Regions from separate parts of the Gossypium arboreum genome. Here region 1 is linked to region 2. A link is a contact called in public Hi-C data. All regions are on one chromosome and are shown on one strand. Each heading gives the region's core, a stretch centred on a gene start, on an enhancer-like site or on the middle of the called end of the contact. The rest is flanking DNA. Distances are from core to core; before and after follow the strand shown. Region 1 holds the start of LOC108483983 (40S ribosomal protein S18). Region 2 overlaps LOC108486239 (type IV inositol polyphosphate 5-phosphatase 3-like).

Region 1 (4,069 bases), core at 1,170-3,669, 320 kb before region 2:
ACACAAATATTTTTGTATATAATTTTTCTTCATATTATTTTAATTAATTAATTAATATTTTATAGTTATTTCCATATAAAAGCCGTATTTTCTTTCCTAGTAAGCAATCAAAATTCATTTTCAATAATTTATTATTTCTTAAATTACCTCTATAAGAAGTATACTCAAATTCATTTTACTTTCACTTTTCCAATCTTTCCTTACATCCATTCTTGCCTTTCATCCATCTACTTTTCCACCCAACCAAATAAAATACTAACCTTCACTCATATTTAACATTTTAACTCTTGAAGAAATAATTGGTCATTGAGAAGCTCAAAGTCCCAAAAAAGATAAAATTGGTGGTGTTGAAGCAAAAGCACACTTGATATGCTTGGAGATTAAGTCCACCCCAAATGACCTAGTAAGGTCAAATTTTATGATGCCCGGCAAAGAATAAACAAAACATGTAGCACAAACAATGATCAAACGAACAATTGATTAATTAAAACACTATTTGTCTGAGATATTTAGGCCAACTCAAAACAAAATGTCACATCCACTGGTGCAAAGGATGCGTATAAACCAAGGAATTAAACACTCTGCCTGACAACATATATGAAACATTCAACGCTTCTTAGAGACACCTACAGTCTTTCCTCTGCGACCAGTGGTCTTGGTGTGCTGACCACGTACACGAAGACCCCAATAATGCCTCAGCCCACGGTGGTTCCTGCATTACATTATTTCACGTGTTAGCTGTCACACCACATCCCAACAGCCAGATGGACAATCGACCAAGATGCAAACTACTTACATAGAATCCGTTGAATCTGTTTAACCACAGAAAATGGCACATAAAAAGAGAATGCAGCAAATCGTGAATTAAACATGTATGATTTTAGATTTTTCACTTTTGACCCAAACCACATCAATGGTTATTCAATTCCTCTCATCTTAATCAACTAAAAACGTCAAACAAGATAACCACAATAATACACCTACCATTTTGATAATAACTTGCCAGCCAAACAAATTTAAAAGATTTTTAGGAGACAACTCGAATCGAGAAATGATACATGTAGATTCTTAAGCATAAAAAAGGATAATAAATAATAAAAAATTAAAAGCTACAGAAATGAGCCCCAAATAAGTTGCCCAAATCATTTAGTCAAACGTTTGAAAGAACTTCACTGAGAATGTGAAAGCAGTTGCTTATAGTAAATTGATATACGATGAGGAACCATGAACTCAAATTAAACAGAAATACTAAAGCATAGATACAGTTGGCCTGATCGTATCATTTTAAGCATCAAACATTTGGAACATACAGCAAAAATGGGAAAAGATAAACTCAAAGCACAGATTAGCAAGAACGAAGTACTAACCTGATCTTCTTCAATCGCTCCAAGTCATCTCTCAACTTCATGTCGAGAGCATTAGACACAACTTGGGAATACTTCCCATCCTTGTAATCCTTCTGCCTATTCAAAAACCAGTCAGGTATCTTAAACTGCCTGGGGTTTGCAACAATGGTCATGAGATTGTCCAGCTCCTGTGCAGTCAATTCACCAGCCCTAATAAAAAAAAATCAGCAAAGTTGCACAAAAGCTCAAAAAAAAAAAAACTGAATAACATGACTCCTCATGCCACAAGCCTATACATAATTGAAGCCTAGAACATAGTCGAAAGTTTTAGATAGAAAAAAATAAGAAATCATAATCTTCTTCCACATATGAATCAATTCATATCAATGACAAAAGTAACCGTTTCAACCTGAAATACCCAAAAAACAAAATCATCTACTATATGTTTTTTTTCTAAGCTTTGAGCTATACGACATCTTATCGGTTCCCACTTAAGCCCAAAATTGATATAAAATAGGCAAGCTCCTTGCATCTAAATTTTCATAATAAAAGATACCTCTTGTTCATGTCGACATCAGCCTTCTTGCAAACAATGTTAGCGAAACGCCTTCCAATACCCTTGATGGAGGTCAAAGCAAACATAATCTTCTGCTTTCCATCAACGTTGGTGTTCAGCACACGCAAAATGTGCTGAAAGTCTTCGTTCGCCACCAGAGACTGTACATACACACACAAAAAAGAAGAAGAAAGAGTTAAAAGCAATAATGTTAGAAACAAAACATCAACCCTAATTCAAACCAAGAAAAAACCATCCCCGAAAAGGGAGAAAAAAGGAAAAGGAAATTTAGATTAAAAAAAAAAAACAGTGAATCAGATCAAGAAAAATATGGAATTGTAATTAGAAAGATGGAATCACAATTACCATTTTGATTTGGTGAGGGAGGACGAGAGAGCACGGGAAGTGATGAGCTGAAGCGAATAAACAGAGGAGGCCAAGTTAGGGTTTTAAAGGATTCCTCTAACAAACGTATTTATAGTGGTTCATAGCAACTCCTAGGGTTTTTTAGTTGGATTTTGGGCTGAAGAGAAAATTAGTGCACTGTTGTCATAAGGCCCAATTTTTCCGGTCCTTTAAAACTCACCATTACACCGATTTCACCCAATACTATTATAATTCGATTCCCCTGTACTATCATAATAGTTGTTGAAAATTTTTAATCAATTAAAAATAAATATTAATTTTAACTAGTTAATTTTCTTTTTTATTTTAAATTCAAATAAACTTGGCTTTATTAAAACATAAACTAGAATACATTTCTTTCTTTTTTTTTAAATTCAAATAGACTTGGCTTTATTAAAACATAAACTAGAATACATATCACTAAGCTCAACATGTCACCCTGGAATTTAAAAAAGGAAACTAGAATCAAAAAAATAAAAAAAACAAATAAACCAAAGTTTTTAAAATAATAAATAAAAGATAAAGCTTTAGCCCAATCACATTTAATACTTGAAATCGTGCCAACCTTTCATTTCTTTCTTTTCAATCTCGATGATTTCAGTTACCAAGGAAGCGTTTCTCCATCTTCATGTTTCAAAACAATCATTCCCCTCTCCAAACCTTACCCACAAGAGGCTCCAAATTAGTCTGGTTCCAGATTTGGTTTAGTTACAGGAATGGTTTAAAATTGACCAAGCTTCAACTGAAATAGGACATTCTCGGAGGACGTGGTCTAGATTCTCATTTGCCCCCTCACATCTCAGGCAAGCCATATTCGCTACTAGTTGTTTATGATTCAAATTAACTAGTGTAGGAATAAAATTTCTAGATATTCTCCAAATTGTAATTTTTAGCTTTGTTGGAAGCTGTAGGTTCCATAGCTGTCTGTAAAAGTCTCTAGAGGTGGTATGTAAATCATTAAAATTAGGGCTTAGAGTACTTGGTTGTAATAGTTTATAAGTGTTCTGAATAGAAAAGTCACCGAAAGGTTCACCATACCAGACCACCAAGTCATCATGGCATTCCTTCGCTAGTGGAATCCTCAATATCCTAGCTGTATCAACATCCGAGAAGGTATTAATAACCAATTCTTTATTCCATTCTCTGTTATTTTTGTTTATCAGCTCCAAAACCATTGAAATGCTATTATTATTCATACTCACATTCAGTCTCTAATTAATTGAACTTGGTATCCATGCATGCTTAGCAATTGAGATGTTTTCACCCGATCCAACTCTCCAACATAAGCCCTCTTGTAATAAACCCCTCGTAGCCCAAATACTTTTCCAAGTATAAGAGGGTAAATTCCCCGTGCATTTAAGAAATCGGAACTTGGATAATATTTTTCCTTTAAAACCTGGGTTAATAACGAATCAGGATTATTTAGAAGTATCCATCCTTGTTTGGCCAATCTCTAAACTATGAAACCCTAAACCTCCTTCCCCTTTCAAAGCGCAATCCCCTTTCTCCCACGCCCCTTTTGCCACCAAAATCGTGCCATAATACTTTCCATTTCATCGTACAAATTTTTTGGCAGCAAAAAAAAAAAAAGCCATCAAGTATGTTGGAATGGCTTGGAGCATTGACTTAATAAAAATTTTCTTTACCCCTTTGCAATAGAAACCTAATGCACCAACCATCAATCTTTTTTTTAATTTCGTCCTTCAATAGTTGGAACGATGCCTTTTTCTTTCTACCCACCATGTTGGGCCACAAACTAATG
Region 2 (4,013 bases), core at 815-3,314:
CTCTGCTACTCCAAGTAGAAATATTTGCAGCATTTCTTCAACCATCCCCTAAGATTGTTTCCATCAAAGGTTTGCAGTTCAATCTTTAGTCTAGCTGCAAACACGTCAAGATTGTGGTGGTTTTGGTTGTATTCATTCGATTGAGGTTCAATAGAAATGAATGGATTCTGGCTTTCAGTAGTGGTTTTGTCATTAAAGTGGGGTTATATAGTAGGTTGGTTAAGGTATGGTTTGGAAGATAATATTCCTAGTTCATCTAATTAGTAGAAGTATCTTTCATGTTCATCAATTGCAATTATTTAGACGCGTTTCTTACCATAAGCTTTTGACTAGGTTTTGTTTTACAAATACTAGTGATGGTGATTCATCTTTTTTTTTTAACAAAATCTCTAGAATCTTGTTGATATATCTAAGTTTCCACATGTCTTGCATCTAGACCTGTCCATGCGCCGGGCCATTTGATACGGTCTAAAAGCCCACCCAAAATATGGGAAGGTTTGGGTAAAACTATAGGCCCAAGAAATACGCTTGGGTTTAGGAATAAGGTCCATTTTAAAAATGAATCGGGCTTCATGTAAAGATTTTTCATCCTGAGCCCGGGCCGACCCATGTTTATTAACCCCAATTTTTTACCCTTGTTCCCCACTACCTAGTAGGCCTAGTCTTGATATTTCCCTTTCCCTTTTCCTTTCCAACCCCTATTTCCCCTTAATACCTATTCTCTAATTTTTTTTCCTTACTTATTGTTTCTTTGTCCTGGCTTCCACTGCTGCCTCTCTTCATTTTGCTGCTTTTCACTTATTTTAATTTCTTTATTTTTGCAGAAAATATTGAACGCGAGGATCTTTGATCTTTCACCTATTGTTCCCTTTCATTTCCTTTTCACGATCCTTCCTTTCCCTTTGGATCTACGTTTCCTTAGTTGAACCCAATTTTGTTCTCTTTTTACTACTTTCAAAAGTTTGGGTTTTTTTGGTTGCTTTGCTTTTTATTCATTTTGATTCCATTTGAATTCAATTTGATCGAAGAAAAAATCATTTGGATTCTCTCTTACAATACTCTAAACTTATTAAATTTCGATTGAATCGAAAAAAAGGGACAAAAAAGAAGAAACAAAGGTTTATTAGAATGGATCAATGAAATTAGGGTAAAAAACGAGCCAGGCCGAACTCGGGTTTAGCATATATGATATGGGTCGAGATTGGACAAAAATAGTAGCCCATTTTTTAGGTCAGGCCAGACCCAAACCTACCAATTGAGCTTAAAATTTCGATTGAGCCTAGCCCATGGACACCTCTACTCAGCATCCAAGGATATATTTTTCTCCTCCTACAAGATTAGAACCTTATTTTCATTTGGAAAACTGTACAACTTGCCTTGATGCATCTGCTCCTCGAGGGAGCTCAATTTGGCCCTGTTTGTCATGGATAGTTATTTCTTAGGCTACCCAACTTTGAAGAATGGATCTTTAGTGACTTAATACCAATCTATCACAACCTCGGAGTGACCCAAGATATCAAGCAACTCAATAAAGAAGAAGACTAGATGAAGAGAGGAGAATTTGAGAATTAAGTTGAAGAAGGAGAAAATTGATATTCATTTCAAATAAACTTGTGAAGTTGTTACAATGACAAATATATAGTACATATTTGCTAGTAACAAACTTGTACTACGGAGTATTATTTATCAACAATTGTCCTACCTTAGATTCCTTAAGTGTTCCTCCTCACAAGACCATTTCATCTTGATGTCTCAGTCTTGGTCCCTTGTTTTTGTCTCTAGCCCAACGACTCTATTTGTCTTAGATCGGCCCACTTTCTCCCTCTCTTCATTCGACCCTCTTCCATAGCCTGTCCATCTCTTCTGACCCTCTTCTAATCTGTCATTTTCCCCAATTTCCCCTAAAGCATATGTAAATTATGTAATAATACCGTCAGTATTAGGTTCTTTTCGCATTTATCTTTTTTTTATTATTTAATTTAGTTTCAAGAGTGACAGCCTAATTACGGGCTTAAATTATGCATCTTAGAGGAAAGATACACGAATCTAGGTTGTGAGCTTTGCTCATGTTATAGTGATGTGGCTGCCACTTCAAGCTTTATCTAGGCAAATAATGAATCATCTTAAGCTTTGTTAAGTGATAAAAGTCAAATGCAAGGTTCAAAGCGAATTTGCTATAATTCTAAACATTTTCTTATTACACATTACTGTGATCCTTGTTTGTGTTTCTTTTCTTTTGTCAAGCATAAGCATGAAACTTAAATTCCCTAGTTAAGCAAACACCAGTTTTAATAATATCAAATGAACAAAACCAAGACAATAAAATTGTGCTGAGAATGAACAAATTCATATGCTTAAATTTATTGAGACTTTTCAACAAACATTACATATGCATGGTATTCTGTACAATATAACTCTATCACTGGTTCTAGCCTCCAGCAATACTCGCACGCAAGCTTAATAGATAATAGCAGCAAAAGATATTAAACAATTAAATCAGTTGAAGTCAAAAGCTAAAGCAGTGCTCCTTGGTGGCCGAAGAATTGTCAGTCAAAAGCTTAAGCACTGGCTACTCTTGTCATTAATAAATTCGTACCTTTCAAAAGAAAATAAAAATTCGATTCGATGGTTAAGGATTAGATTGAATGGTGTTTTTTTCTAGGATGACTGACAAAACCTATTCCTTCATCTCAATTGTGTAATTGATGAAAGAAATCAGGATTTAAGAGATTACAGAAGAATGTAATTTCAGAAGGTCAAAGGCGTACACCAAAAAGTAGCAACTTCAAAAAAGCGTGCATTGATTAAATATCTTTACATCGTCAGCTTTCTCTGAGATAGAAAAAACTGCTAGCAGAAGAGCATATCTAGATAAACTTTATGCTAATACTTATACAATGATACAACGATTATGTAAAGATATGCTCAACTATATCTAGATATGCTCTTGTTTAAGAGCCTATTTGTGAAATTCCTAGTGCTGATGCATTTATACAATGATTGAAATATACAATACAGTAACAAAATCAAAGAATGAAATGAATGAATCTAAGGTGTAGGTAATATAAAGAGTTGTAGACTCTCACCCTAACCTTCAAAGTCTCAAGCATAGATTAGAATTCCTTGATGCTCTGCCAGCAAACTATCCTGCATCGAAAAGCAAACCATTTTATTTAAAGAAATATAAGCATATATTTAAGTTCAAGTTTAATCAATATATATCTTCCAAATATTGGACACCATATAGACAAGTAAATTGCCAATGCTAACTGCTGAAGTTATCCTCGACCCAAAACTTATTGGGTTTCTATAAAACGATGAAATTGCCACATCGATAGACTTGCTTCACTTATTGGGTTTTCTAGTTTTAAATTGCTATTTTATTTTATTTTTAAATTAATTATTTGAATTTCTATTTTAAATTTAATCATCTACCTTTACATCCATAAATAAAGGTTTTATTAATAAATCAAGGGTGCTATTTCAAAAGCCTTCCGTTACTCTAATTATTAGAGCTTTCGTCTAATGACATAGTTCTTGATCTTGGCCTATACACGTTTCTTATCTCTTTTCTCAAACAAGCATATCCTTATCACAGGCCGCAGTTCAAAGCCCGTAACCATTGCACACAATGCATCCCGTGGAGGCCTATCATTGACATGGGGATAATTTGACCCACAAGAACTAGCTCGATGTAAAGAACTATTGGAGAAGTCTATCCATTTGAAGATTGGGTGGCCCAATGATGCAGATATGAAAACATAAACTACCTTATTAAATAAGAAAACTAATCTTAAAAGATTGAAGGGAATAACATCTATAACATTAAATTTAATTTGATTACATAATCTTGTAAAATCCCTTAATTTTAGGGATAGGCTTAATCTCGTCCGTCGATATAACTTAATCTAAACTGTTGGTTTTGGGAGAGCTGAACTATAAATAGTCTCCCCCTCACTTGTAAATCATCCATTTAGATCCATTCATCCATTGTATTCTTGTATTCCTTGATA

The links. Hi-C and Micro-C count contacts between places; a contact is called where the count stands out from the background.
Region 1: a contact with region 2 is called in a Hi-C map of leaf, with 4 times the contacts expected there. The contact joins the promoter of LOC108483983 here to the enhancer-like site in region 2. A contact is called at or near these places in 2 of 5 Hi-C or Micro-C datasets (both in leaf).

Annotation. Positions count from the first base shown.
Region 1 is chr6:81,704,707-81,708,775 of ASM2569848v2, reverse strand. It overlaps LOC108483983 (40S ribosomal protein S18), which reads right to left and starts at 2,419. Exons shown (of 4, transcript XM_017787564.2): 1 at 2,269-2,419; 2 at 1,903-2,063; 3 at 1,368-1,556; 4 at 462-712. The coding sequence starts at 2,271. The coding sequence ends at 607.
Region 2 is chr6:81,381,737-81,385,749 of ASM2569848v2, reverse strand. LOC108486239 (type IV inositol polyphosphate 5-phosphatase 3-like) reads right to left here. Exons shown (of 13, transcript XR_008284238.1): 12 at 3,093-3,142; 13 at 1,561-1,901. Among protein-coding and RNA genes, the nearest start is that of LOC108486239, 18 kb to the right of the region's middle. Within about 2 kb of position 2,064, at least 2 of the 2 cell types and tissues checked have an H3K27ac peak or open chromatin away from gene starts, as enhancers often do. A contact at or near this core is called in leaf, where this site is marked.